Linked DNA regions of Sus scrofa: regions 1, 2 and 3 are each linked to region 4. The links are chromatin contacts, called in public HiChIP or PLAC-seq and promoter capture Hi-C maps. All regions are on one chromosome and are shown on one strand. Each heading gives the region's core, a stretch centred on a gene start, on an enhancer-like site or on the middle of the called end of the contact. The rest is flanking DNA. Distances are from core to core; before and after follow the strand shown.

Region 1 (2,889 bases), core at 160-2,659, 85 kb before region 4:
GGACTGAATTGGACCAAACAAGTGCCTGGTCAGAGAACAGCCCAGAATTCAAGCCCGAGGACGATGGGGGACACCAGAGTATCTCTAACTGGTTTGAGTAGGTGAGTAATACATGCACCAAGGTGAGGTCAGTTTTAATTCTGGTAGTGAACATTCAGGGGCTGCCATTCTGTTTGTCTCCTGGCTTTCTGTCCCAAGAAATGTCTACATGGCCCATAGATGCCTTTTGGGGCACCCTGTGGTGCCAACATGCCTGCTCTTCACATGCATCCCAGAATGAAGTGCAGACCAAGGAAGAAGAACACGGAGCCTCTCTTTCTGTGACGGACAGAGCTAAGGAGACAGAAAGGCAGCAAAGATAAAAAAAAAAAAAAAAAATGCTCCCCTAAGGGTCCTTGAAAATGAAAGTAAGTTCAGTTCAGGAGTTTTGCTGCTTCTCCCACTGAGGGGCAGCCTCTGAATTCTGGGAGATGAACACATTTCCTTGGCCCCCTCCCTCCAAACTCTTAATGAAATCAGCTTCCTTCTACCTAAACAAAACAAAAACCCGTAACAAAAATCTATCGACTATTCTTTTGGCAAAGAGTGGAGGCTTAGCTTACATCAACCTCATTTCCTCTCCTTCCCCCTCCACCCTCATCTTTTATCAAAAAGAATATAACTGTCTTTGTGAGGACCTGGGGTCTACAAACGTCCTTTTTAGGCTAAAACACAAAACAAATTTAAACTCCGAGAAATAAGCCATACCTTCCCATCTCTCTAAAATTTTGGCTAATTATTTTTAAAACAATACTACTTAAAAAAAAGAGGAGGATGTGTTGTCAGAAGGTGGGGCAGGGAGTTGGTCGGGGGGACTACGAACATGACTTCATATGTCATGAACATGATAAGAATAAGTTTTCCTATAACTAACATCAAAAGAGGTACTTGGAGAAAACCCTGAACTCTATTAAAACCTTGGATGTGGAACTCTCATGTGAGCAAAATTATCTATTCCTTAAAAGGGACTGGAAAAGCCCCGAAAGCAGGAGGGAGAAAGCAGGACCGGAAATACTAATTGGGGGAAAGGTAATCTAGATAACAGTATACAGCGAAAGGCAAGAAGAGCATACCCATCGCAAGGCACTGGGCAAAGCAAAAAAAATCAGCATCTTTCAAAAGTCCCAGTTCGAAAAGGAAGTTTACATGGCTCTATATACACTACGTGTAAACATCTCATTAGTGACGGATCTATCACCATCAGCCCTGTATACATGCAGAATTCTTCAGGCTATTCCAACCCTGCAACTGCCCCGGCTCAAAACAGTCACCACAGAGCAGCAAGAGCGCTCTGCTTCCCAGCTCAGAACTAGAGGAAAGTGGGCAAGAGTCCTTGAAACTGGTGAAACAGCCCTTTCCAGGAACAACGAAGCCCACAGCTTTACCAAATAAGGCAAGTGAAACCTCAAAGCCAAGGAAGAACAGGCTCAAGCTGTATCTTTCCTAAAACTAGCCAGCTGGATGAAGGAAAAGGGAATATTCCCATTTTTCTAGCATGGATTGCAACTGGGAAGGGAAAATGTGAAGAAACCACAAAGGAAAGAATACTTCACAAAGGCCTGGGATGCACTGATCCCAGCCCCTCCAACTTTCAGGAAGTTTCAAACCCGCTGAGTGCCTGAAGGTTCCCCTGTGAAACATGAACTCAAACTGGAAAAAGTCTGTGCTAATTCAAATCCTGACTTTTTTTTTTTCCAGTGTCATATATGAACAGATTTGCAACAAAAAATTTACATATAACACAGTGAGGCATTATTGTACATGAAGTTAGCCAATGAATTCTTTTTTTTTTCTTTCAGGAAAATATTTGAGACAACCTGAATTTAAACATTTATTTAACTGTATTTTGGGGGGGTTTCTGCTTCCAAAGAAGCTCCAAATACAATTTCCTGCTTTAGCAAATATTCTTTACAGGAGAAATGGTTTGATTTTTATACAAATCTTTTCTTTCCCTGCTTCTGCCATGAGTTTTACATACCAAAGATGAATTTTAAGTAATTATTGGAGAGAAAAGTTGCTAAAATAAAGGCTGGGGGTAAAAAAAAAAAATTCTCCCTAGAGTTGTGATTTAGACTCTGCCATTGTCTGGTGCAGTTTTTCAGACAGGCCACCAGCCCAAAGAGCATGGATTTCTTACAGCAGAGGAGGCCGTTTCCCTAAAAAGAATGACACATTCCATAAATTTTTCCAGGAAGTCTAGTATTGCTTTCACTTTCCTTGACTCATTTAGGTTTCTGAAAGCTAATCATCTCACAGAAAAATCAGACAGATGGTAAGACACTTTCACAGCCATAAAGGGATGCACTGAAAAGGTTAAGAAGCTCAGAGAAAATGCAATGTCCAGCTAATTGCTAGTCCCTTGAAATCCACAATGTGAGTCCTCTGCATTCATTTTAATGAGAACTGGCCAGTCACTTAGCACCTTGGATCTTTTTTTTTTTTTTGCCTTCAAGTTGAGAGATAACACAAATCTCAATGCTAGAGAGAAGCACACACAAGTCTATCTAAATAAATGCACCTCTGCTGGGGGGTGGGACAAGGAGTTGGTGACCATCCATCCTTCACAGCACTTGGAGATGTGGGTCAGCAGGGCCCCCCTGGACACAGTCAGACTCGGCGGCGGGGGCGGAGGGGGGGGGGGAACGTTTCCTATAGACGCAGCAGGAACAGCCCTCAGGCATTAAAATAACCAGCTGTTTCTCTGGCACGCTACAGCTCCAACGTGCCTGCCCCTGAAAGCCTGTGCATTTGCTACAGGGACAGGTAACTTGCCTACTTGATAAAAATCAGCAGAGTCTAATCCATCAGACCTGGATTTCCAATGCTGGTGTGAGAACACTGGCAAATACA
Region 2 (2,742 bases), core at 58-2,557, 130 kb after region 4:
TGTCTGCATTCTCATGTGAAGTCTTCTGAGTTTTTAATGTTGGCAACCAAATCAGATTTAAAAAACAAAACAAAACTGGACGTTCCCATGGCGTCATGGGTTGAGGATCTCGCATTGCTGCACCTATGGCACAGGTTACAACTCTAGAGGGGGTTGAATCCAGCCCAGGAACTTCTACAGGCCACAGGTGTGGCCAAAAAAACAAAAAACAAAAAACCCTCGAAAAACAAACACGAATACACACTGTGAAGACCTAATAAATTGCTTCTGTAGCCAGATTTAGTCTGGAGGGTGCAAGTTTTCAACCTAGATTATGAAAATTTATTCATTTCAAGGAGCACAAAATCTTGTATTCCTTTCTGGAAAATGATCGAGTAAATAATGTACCAGTTATAAATGTCCAACTGTGAGAAAGGGCAGTGGCTTGCCCAGGACATCATCTTAGCAGAATTGCCTTCTCTCCATCCCCATGCCATCCCACCTAAAATCATTTAACAGCCATGGGTAATCTCAGCAGTGCTCTCAACAGTTCATTTTCATTAACTGGCACTTACTACTGAATTTGCAGACAAATATCAAAGAATAGCAGAAATGTCAGTTTCTTGACTGTGAGTGTCATTTATTAAAACTTAGTTCTCTGTAATACAAACTACCCCAGAGTAGGCCTTGTTTTTATAGGTTTTGCCAGAATCAGTCATGCTATTAGTAAAAGATGGCCTTTGTTGTTTAAAAATGCCGTGGAAATTATTAACTCCAAGAGCCTCAGACGGAGCTCTGGCAGCAGGCCAGAATGCCTGACTCTTTATGTTGAGGCCATTGGAGCAGCAATCTAATTTTTTGATTAAGCAAAATCATTACAAATAGTATTCAGATAGGCTGTAAAATGAGAAATGCTCTTCTCTGAAACTTGCCCTATTTAGGATTGGAAAGTTGACGGGATTATCGCCAAGGGGTGGAATTTTTCAGCTTCAAATCAGATTCTAATCTGCCCCCAAATGGTAATTGACCCCAAAATCATCATTATGAGAAGGCTGGTTGGGCCTTTGGAATTAGTCACCATTGTCAGGCAAGAAGGTGATTCCATTTCAGAGTAAATAAAGGTCTGGTAGATCCTTTCCTACCCCTGGGTCGGGGCCATGTTTTACAAACTCCTTGTTTTCTTTGCTGAGGAAATGGAACACCCATCAGAGCAACTCTTTTCCAGCATGTAAATTTGGCACCTCAACAGGGTAACATTAGAAGCTCTGAATCAACACTGAGGGGGAAAGTGAAACCAACTAACAGTCAATCAGGGAACAGAGATAAGCCCTTCCTTGTCAGGTGGCACTGATAAAAAGTTCACCTGCATTTAGTTTGGTGCCTGTGAAGAAGGGCCCTTTGTGGTTGCTTTTTTGAAGACTATAGTTTTTCTCTGTTTCAGACACTTGACAAATAAAATTTAATTTATTTACTTCTAATTGACACCTAAGGATGCCCTTTAATCTCTTCCATTAGCTTCTTTAAAAGGCAGTTTAGCATCATATGAAAAAAGCACCAGAATAAGATTATCTGGGATTATTTACCTACCCCTCCACCTACCTACCTTGTGACCTTAGCAAGTAATGCCCTCTCAGGCAAATGGGGGCAATGACCTCTTGGGCTTGTGGGGAGATATGAAATGATGCAAAAATATTTAGCACAAATTACTTTGGCAAAGTGCTTACTAAGTACTTGTTTCTATTAGGAGTATGATTATTAAGATAGAGGAGCAGGAAGGTACCACCAAACAGTCCTGATCAATCCTGGGGTTCAGCTTAGAACAGAGAGCCAAGTGAGCTGAGAGGGAGAAAGATCAAAGAGGCTGGATTTAAAAGCTTAACTAGACCTCTATCTCAAACACTTAAAAAGAAAGAAAGAAAGAAAAGCTGACATGATTGATTCCCAAACCTCTGTTAATACTTAAATTTGAAAAATGTGCTGATATTGTACCGTCCATCTGTTCCCCAAAGTTCTCTTTAAAGGAGAAAATTAGATCTGGTTATTTCTACATACATTGTATAATTCTGAAGCTTTTCCTCTTCAGTCTCTCTCACAAAGAACCTCTGGCAGGTTTAATATCAAGAAAATGTCATTTGTAGGCATAACAATAATTAAAAGAAAGAAAACAGACAAGGGAGGGCAGAATCTTGGCCAATAATATGTTGACTAGCCTGTTAATGTTACATATGTTTTCAATGCTAATTTGCATTCCAGAGAATTTTTTTAAAAGGTAATTCTGCTAAGTCATTTAAATTATTTCTTATTTAATTTTTCTCTGAGATGATTGGTCCATGATCTAGACTCTAACCTCATAAATTACCAGATTTAAAACTCCAGGTGGAGAGTTCTCCTGTGGCACAGCGGGTTAAGGATCTGGAGTTGTCACTGCAGTGGCTAGGTCACTGATGTGGCATGGGTTCGATCCCTGGCCAGGCAACTTCCACATGCCTTGGGGAAAAAAAAAAATAACAACAATGAAAACAAAACCCTCAAAACGATGTCCAAAGGTCCAAAGAATAGTTGAGGGTTTGGCAGCCCTCACAGGGATTGGTGCAACAGGTTTTGAGAACAGTAGCTCTCAAAGTGTGGTCTCTGGACCCCATTTAGGGGGCTGAGTCGAAATTGTTTTCCTAATAATAAGATGTGGTTTGCCTTTTTTATGAGTGTATGGTGAGTATATTGAGGGATTTTCCACGTACTACATGATTTATAGCTTGATGGATC
Region 3 (2,700 bases), core at 97-2,596, 120 kb before region 4:
GAAGGTAAAACCATACCTGGGCCCACTGATCAAGGCTGCTTTCACCCGTGGTAAAAAATGAGATCTGGTCTATCAAATCCCTCAATTATATGCTAAAGATGAGCCTACAGTCTAAGACAGTCAATCTGTATAACCCTACTAAAGAATAATCAGGTACTATCTACCAGTTTTTCAATGTACATAACTTTAGCCGAACCACTTCTGATCATCTCTCTAAGAAGATAATATGGCATATGCACAAGGCCATAACCACTATTTTTTTCTCAGAATGGCAAAAAATTGTCAGGATCCCGAATACCTCACATCCCCATAGGGATAGGCTAAAATTACAGTGCTGCCATACCATGTCTGGTTTCAAGCAGCCATTAAAAATAAAAACAGAGATACCTATTTATTCATGAAATAGTAAGTGGGGAAAAAAGAAAGCGAAAGGAAAAGAAGTGAGATGGTATGCCCCCACTGATACTTTAAAATATGGAAATAAAAGAATAAAATAGGGGGTGGGGGATGGGGCACACACCAAATATAAACCATGGTTATCTTTGAAGAATAAGATCTGAGATCATAACCGTTTTTTCCCTTTTCTTACTCATGTATATTTTGGAACTCACTTCCAATAACACTCACACGTGACATTTCTTCAGAAACATTTTCATCACATCTCTGTGGCAAGAAGCCTGGATTTTTTAAAAGCCATCTTAAATGTGTTATTTTTTTCAATATTCATAAATCCCAATAATTAAAGTACCTGTTGCACTTTTCCTTTACACAACAAGTTGAGGACAATTCTGACTTTCTAAGGAAGAAATCACTCTAGGCTATGGTCTCTATCACCCTTATTCACCATGGACATCACCATGTCCCCTAGGCAACATCAAGGTCAACCCTGTCACAGTCACCTGTTATTTTATTCCAGAAATAGAGAAACCATTATTACATTACTAAGAGAGGTCACTGGAACAATGGGGGAAAGGTTATTTATTTAAGGTCAATAAGCTCTGAATTACATAACATAATATTGAATTAAGGCTTCTGAAAACAAACAAGGCAGGAGCCAGGCATCAGAGGACAATAAAGACTTGTCACTCTGGTTCTTCCTAGCTTGTCAAAGTTACAGCTTAATGTACCATCTCTAAGAACCAAAACAAGGCAAGTGCTTTTCCAAGGTATAGGAAAAATGCCGTCAGGAAAGAGCAGTCGAGGCCCACCGAACCTTATGTGATTTGTGGACAGGGGAAGCTCATTTTGACAAGATTTTGGGAAATCACAACCAGGGGTGTTAGGATCCAGTTACTCCCGCAGAAGGAACAAAAGCACACAGCAACCAGCCACTAGATGTCATTCTCCTTCAGAGTGCAGCTGGTAAGTGGCAGATCCTAGTCAAAAGGAAGTCAAGTGGTCTAGACAACTAATTCCTTAAATGGCATTAATTTAAAATAATCTGACCTTTGATTGGGGTGCTCCACACTAGTTGACAAAAATAAAAATGAAAAACCACTGGAGACTGGTCATCAGCCCCAAAGGCAAGAGGTGTCCCAAAATACAACATTTTAATGACTGCACTAGAAAATGCAGATGATTTTCAGTCACTAGGGGAAAAAGGTCCAACTAAGCAGGGAAGTAGAAACTGCACAAAGTTAACATCCAAGACCCAAAAGTCACATCAGCAATCCTCAATCAGGGGACACTGCTGGTTTCCTCTTAAATGTTATGCAAAGCAAAAACAGCATGAAAGAGAAAGGCCATTGTTTGTTTATTTTAATAAGGAGTTCAAAGTTTGGGGTCACCTTTAGACTGCATTTCTCAACAGTGTGTTTTTCACAGTACATCTATGGGAAGGAGCATGAAAATGAATTGCTGATAAAATAACACACTTATCACAGGCTACAAATGGGCAAAATAATATCATCCTGCTTGAGCCATTATTGGGTTGATAGTATGTTTTAAACTCCAATGGAATTAGCTGCCAATATTCTGTAAGAACTGTGATACGACATATGACAGCGTGGATTTTCAGCTTCTCTTGAAGAAAGAGAAGATGTGGTGGCCTCTCTCAGCCCACCTTCCCATGCAGCACCAGCAGGGGAGCAGAGCCGCCCGCTCCAGACCCACTCATGTGCACATGCCACTGAGCCACCTGGCCCACCTAGCTCCCTCTACTCTAAGTGGGAATCTGAGTACCGGAAGCAAAAAAGCACAGGAGAAGGGTTGAGATGTACTAAGAAGATCTCATCAGGCACAATGATTTCCAGCAGAGAATGGGGAGACAGAACCACTAAAGACATGCGTTCCTTCCACCAAGATAACCCCACAAGCGTACGTGCTAAGCAGCTCTCCCAGGAGACTTGACGAACTGAGCAACTTTTCCCACCCACTCAACACGATTCCCATGCTCCCAGCCCAGACTTCCGGGGCCATCCTGGATCTTCACAATGACTGGGTGAGGAGGGATGTGCTACTGATACTCGGTGGACAAGAGCCAAAGATGCCAGCTGCCCTGAAATGCACAGTACAATCCCATCCAAGGAAGAAGCATCATTCCTCCCATAAGACAGGATATCCTGGTGCACAAGCACATGGGTTCCAGAGCTGTCTGCAACTTCTAAGCCTAGTCCCTAACTCATTTTACACATGAACACAAAGCACAGTTTTGCATGGTTTAATACTATTGTTAACACATTTTCCAAAATGCAAGTACTA
Region 4 (2,844 bases), core at 297-2,796:
CTTGGCAGATGAAATGCACTGCATCCTTCAGAATTTAAATCTTCAGCACACCACCTGGCAAGTTCAGTTCTCAGGTCACCAATGGGCATCCCTTGTACTGCTCCATTTAATGTTGTTGTGAGGGTTTTTCTTCCCTCCTGTCAGAAACCTGGCTGCTTCACTTCTGAGCCAGGACCAAAAGCCCTAGGCAGGACCATCCCCTGGTTATCATCAGCTCCCTAAAGCCCTCATCCAAGGTGGTGACAAATTTTGGAGACTGAGCCATGGAATTTCCCTTTCTTTCCTGCTCCCCTTCTCCATGGCTCTTTAGAGAGAACTTAAAATAGGCTAGGACAAAAACTTATTATGGACTACAGCTCTAAGGCTTCCACACTTACCTGACCCAGGTCAGGCACTCTGTTGCCAAAACACGCCCAGCCAGGGGTGCGAGTCCTGTTCCTCTGTAGTCAGCTCCTGCATATTAAGAAAGAAGACTGAATATAAGATTGGCTGATGATGAGTCCCTAATAGAAATTCTCAAATTCCACACTTCCACTTTCTTTAGGCTCTTTCCTGGAGGGACAAACCCCCTCCCACCTACATACACACACACAGGGCCACCGCCACCGCCAAATTTGACGGGTGTGTTGGTGGGATCAAGAGGTGAAGGTTACAGGTAACTTCGCCTATTTGTTTCTAATATGTAACTGATAAGTGAGACTAGGAACGCACAAACTTCCAGTGTGCCGGGAAGATCTGAGACTAAGGGAAGTGTTTGGCAGATCCCAAAGCACTTGTTTCCCGGAGCGAAGGCCAAGTATCTGAAGCCCGCATCCTCATCGGGCGTGAGCTTCGTCCACACTTGGTCCTTCACCGCTCCTCGGGTTTTCTTCCGTTTTTTAAAACCCTCTTCACCGGGACCCCCAAATGCATTATTCTCCCAACCATGCAGCACGAGGGAGGGCTACATTTTAAGAAAGATTATTTCCTTGAGCGGACTCACAGAGGACATCCCCACGCCCCCCCCCCCAAAAAAAAAAAAACTATTTCCTGCAGCTGCTGCAACAGTTTCCAACTTGGGGGAATGCCATTCCAATCCAGAATGGGTAGTCCTCAAAGCCAGGCGATGGAGTTGAGAATTTTTTTTTTAACCTCAAATGAACCCCCCCCCAAAACGTCCTCAGTAAAAGAACCCCCAAATGCACGCAAGTGCATGCAAATCCACCAAGAACTACCAAAAAGCGAGGCAAAAACTTCTGCGCCCGGGGGGACAGTACCAACTCCCCGCGCCCTCCGCCCGGCCCCAACCTCTACCTTGGTGCCCGGGGAGCCACGCCGGTTTGGGGGAGCAGGGCGAGGAGAGGGGTTAGCGGCTGCTGGGTAATCCCATGTCCGCGAAGAGGGAGCTCGTTCCGTTAGGATGGAAGCGGAACACCCACACCTCCTCTCGGCGTGCGCTTTCTCTCTCTCCACCCTCTGCCTCCTCCTCCACCACCACCACCTCCTCCTCCTCTCCTCCCACCCCAGCAAGCTTGAGGAAACGCTTCAGCAGCACATCCACATGGTTACTGCACTTTGAAGCGGCTCCTGGCAGCTTATATAGGCCGGGAAGCTCCCTGGGCAATGTAGTCCGAGCCCAGGGTCGTGGCGGCGCCTGGGGCCGCGGTGACGAACTACAAGTCCCAGAATCCCATGGGCTACCGGGCTGAGCTCTAAATAGACGCGCGCGGGGACAGGGAGGGGCGTCCTGCCCCGCGCCGAGGCTTCAAACCCGGTTCAGTGCTGGGAGCTGGCTGGACTTGGAGACGGCGACCCAAAACTACCCCTGGAGGGCGCCCCCAACCCTTGGGGACGCTCCTCCTTTGGCTGTCCCCTTTCCCTAGAATCCAGGTGTCCCTGGTAGCAAGGGGCGAGAGGAGCTCGGATTTCTGCTTTGGGAAGTTTTTACAAGCTGTTACCCACCCTCCCCCCGCTTTGAGTACCAGAGCCAAGAATTTCAGAAATCCAGGGCACGAAAAAGCCAGTGTTTGCGGTCAAGGATTAAAGGCGCGAGGTTGTCTTTATTTAATCTGCTCCGCCCGGTTCGGGTTTGCACAGAAAATTAAGTCTGGGAGCAACACTAGCAGGGACGCTGGCAAGTGGCTAGAGAGCACTTTCCTGAACCCGAACTGCATGTGTCTTTCCTCGCCCCGCAGGAGGTATAGAAACTTAAGCCTCTCGGTGTACAAATAAAGGAACCGAGTTTTGACTTGCCAGGGCTGGGATTGGGAAGCAGAAAATAAATACAAACCGCGACCTCGGTCCTGACCCTGCTTCTAGCAGCCCCTCTGCTCCTGGGAGCTGTAAATGCTTAAGTAAATAAACCGCAAACCAGAAAAACAAGGGCTTTGGAATGAGTAGCTTACACAAAGATGCGCGTTCAGGCGGGGTGCCCTCCAGCAGCTCCCACAGGGGCTTCGGGGGCAAGATGGGTTTCAGCTCACTGCTCAGGAGAGCCTGGACGTCCCGGGTTACAATCTGCTTCAGACTCTGGTTTTTGGAAGAAGGGCAGAAGCTAAGTTCGGAGGCCAAGTCTGCCAGATGCCCTCCCTGCCTCAGACGATGTGCGTTCATTGCAGAAACGTTTCCTGAGAATCTACTGGGTGCCAGGCACTGGGGCATGGTAGTGAGCCAAAACCACATCATAGAATTCCGAACAGACACAGCTTGCCACCGCATAGATCTGCTGCAACAACAATGGTAATAATAATTAGGCAGATTTTATTGAGTCCAGACCACATGCACTTTTCATGCTTAAAGCTGTTAAGTTTTAACAACCGTAGGCATATGTATTATCCCTATTTGACAAACGAGGGCTCAAAGAAA

What was found. Promoter capture Hi-C pulls out the DNA fragments that hold promoters and counts their contacts. HiChIP or PLAC-seq counts read pairs in DNA pulled down with a chosen protein or histone mark.
Region 1: a contact with region 4 is called in an H3K27ac HiChIP or PLAC-seq map of skeletal muscle, with 3 times the contacts expected there. The contact joins the enhancer-like site here to the promoter of ITPR1 in region 4. A contact is called at or near these places in 1 of 5 promoter capture datasets (liver), 4 of 47 Hi-C or Micro-C datasets (brain, embryonic fibroblasts, fetal liver and 1 more) and 1 of 2 datasets of contacts at active chromatin or transcription factors (skeletal muscle).
Region 2: a contact with region 4 is called in a promoter capture Hi-C map of liver, with 5 times the contacts expected there. The contact joins the enhancer-like site here to the promoter of ITPR1 in region 4. A contact is called at or near these places in 1 of 5 promoter capture datasets (liver), 7 of 47 Hi-C or Micro-C datasets (embryonic fibroblasts, epiblast stem cells, fetal liver and 3 more) and 1 of 2 datasets of contacts at active chromatin or transcription factors (skeletal muscle).
Region 3: a contact with region 4 is called in a promoter capture Hi-C map of liver, with 7 times the contacts expected there. The contact joins the enhancer-like site here to the promoter of ITPR1 in region 4. A contact is called at or near these places in 1 of 5 promoter capture datasets (liver), 5 of 47 Hi-C or Micro-C datasets (alveolar macrophages, embryonic fibroblasts, fetal heart ventricle and 2 more) and 1 of 2 datasets of contacts at active chromatin or transcription factors (skeletal muscle).

What each region holds. Positions count from the first base shown.
Region 1 is chr13:61,152,126-61,155,014 of Sscrofa11.1, reverse strand. All of the region lies in intron 4 of ITPR1 (inositol 1,4,5-trisphosphate receptor type 1), which reads right to left. Among named protein-coding and RNA genes, the nearest start is that of ITPR1, 85 kb to the right of the region's middle. Within about 2 kb of position 1,409, at least 43 of the 83 cell types and tissues checked have an H3K27ac peak or open chromatin away from gene starts, as enhancers often do. A contact at or near this core is called in fetal liver, liver and skeletal muscle, where this site is marked.
Region 2 is chr13:60,940,481-60,943,222 of Sscrofa11.1, reverse strand. No RefSeq gene overlaps it. Among named protein-coding and RNA genes, the nearest start is that of SUMF1, 95 kb to the left of the region's middle. Within about 2 kb of position 1,307, at least 10 of the 83 cell types and tissues checked have an H3K27ac peak or open chromatin away from gene starts, as enhancers often do. A contact at or near this core is called in fetal liver and liver, where this site is marked.
Region 3 is chr13:61,190,612-61,193,311 of Sscrofa11.1, reverse strand. The region is part of intron 5 of ITPR1 (inositol 1,4,5-trisphosphate receptor type 1); the gene reads right to left. Among named protein-coding and RNA genes, the nearest start is that of ITPR1, 120 kb to the right of the region's middle. Within about 2 kb of position 1,346, at least 9 of the 83 cell types and tissues checked have an H3K27ac peak or open chromatin away from gene starts, as enhancers often do. A contact at or near this core is called in liver, where this site is marked.
Region 4 is chr13:61,066,833-61,069,676 of Sscrofa11.1, reverse strand. ITPR1 (inositol 1,4,5-trisphosphate receptor type 1) reads right to left here and starts at 1,546. Exons shown (of 59, transcript XM_021069282.1): 1 at 1,294-1,546; 2 at 378-453.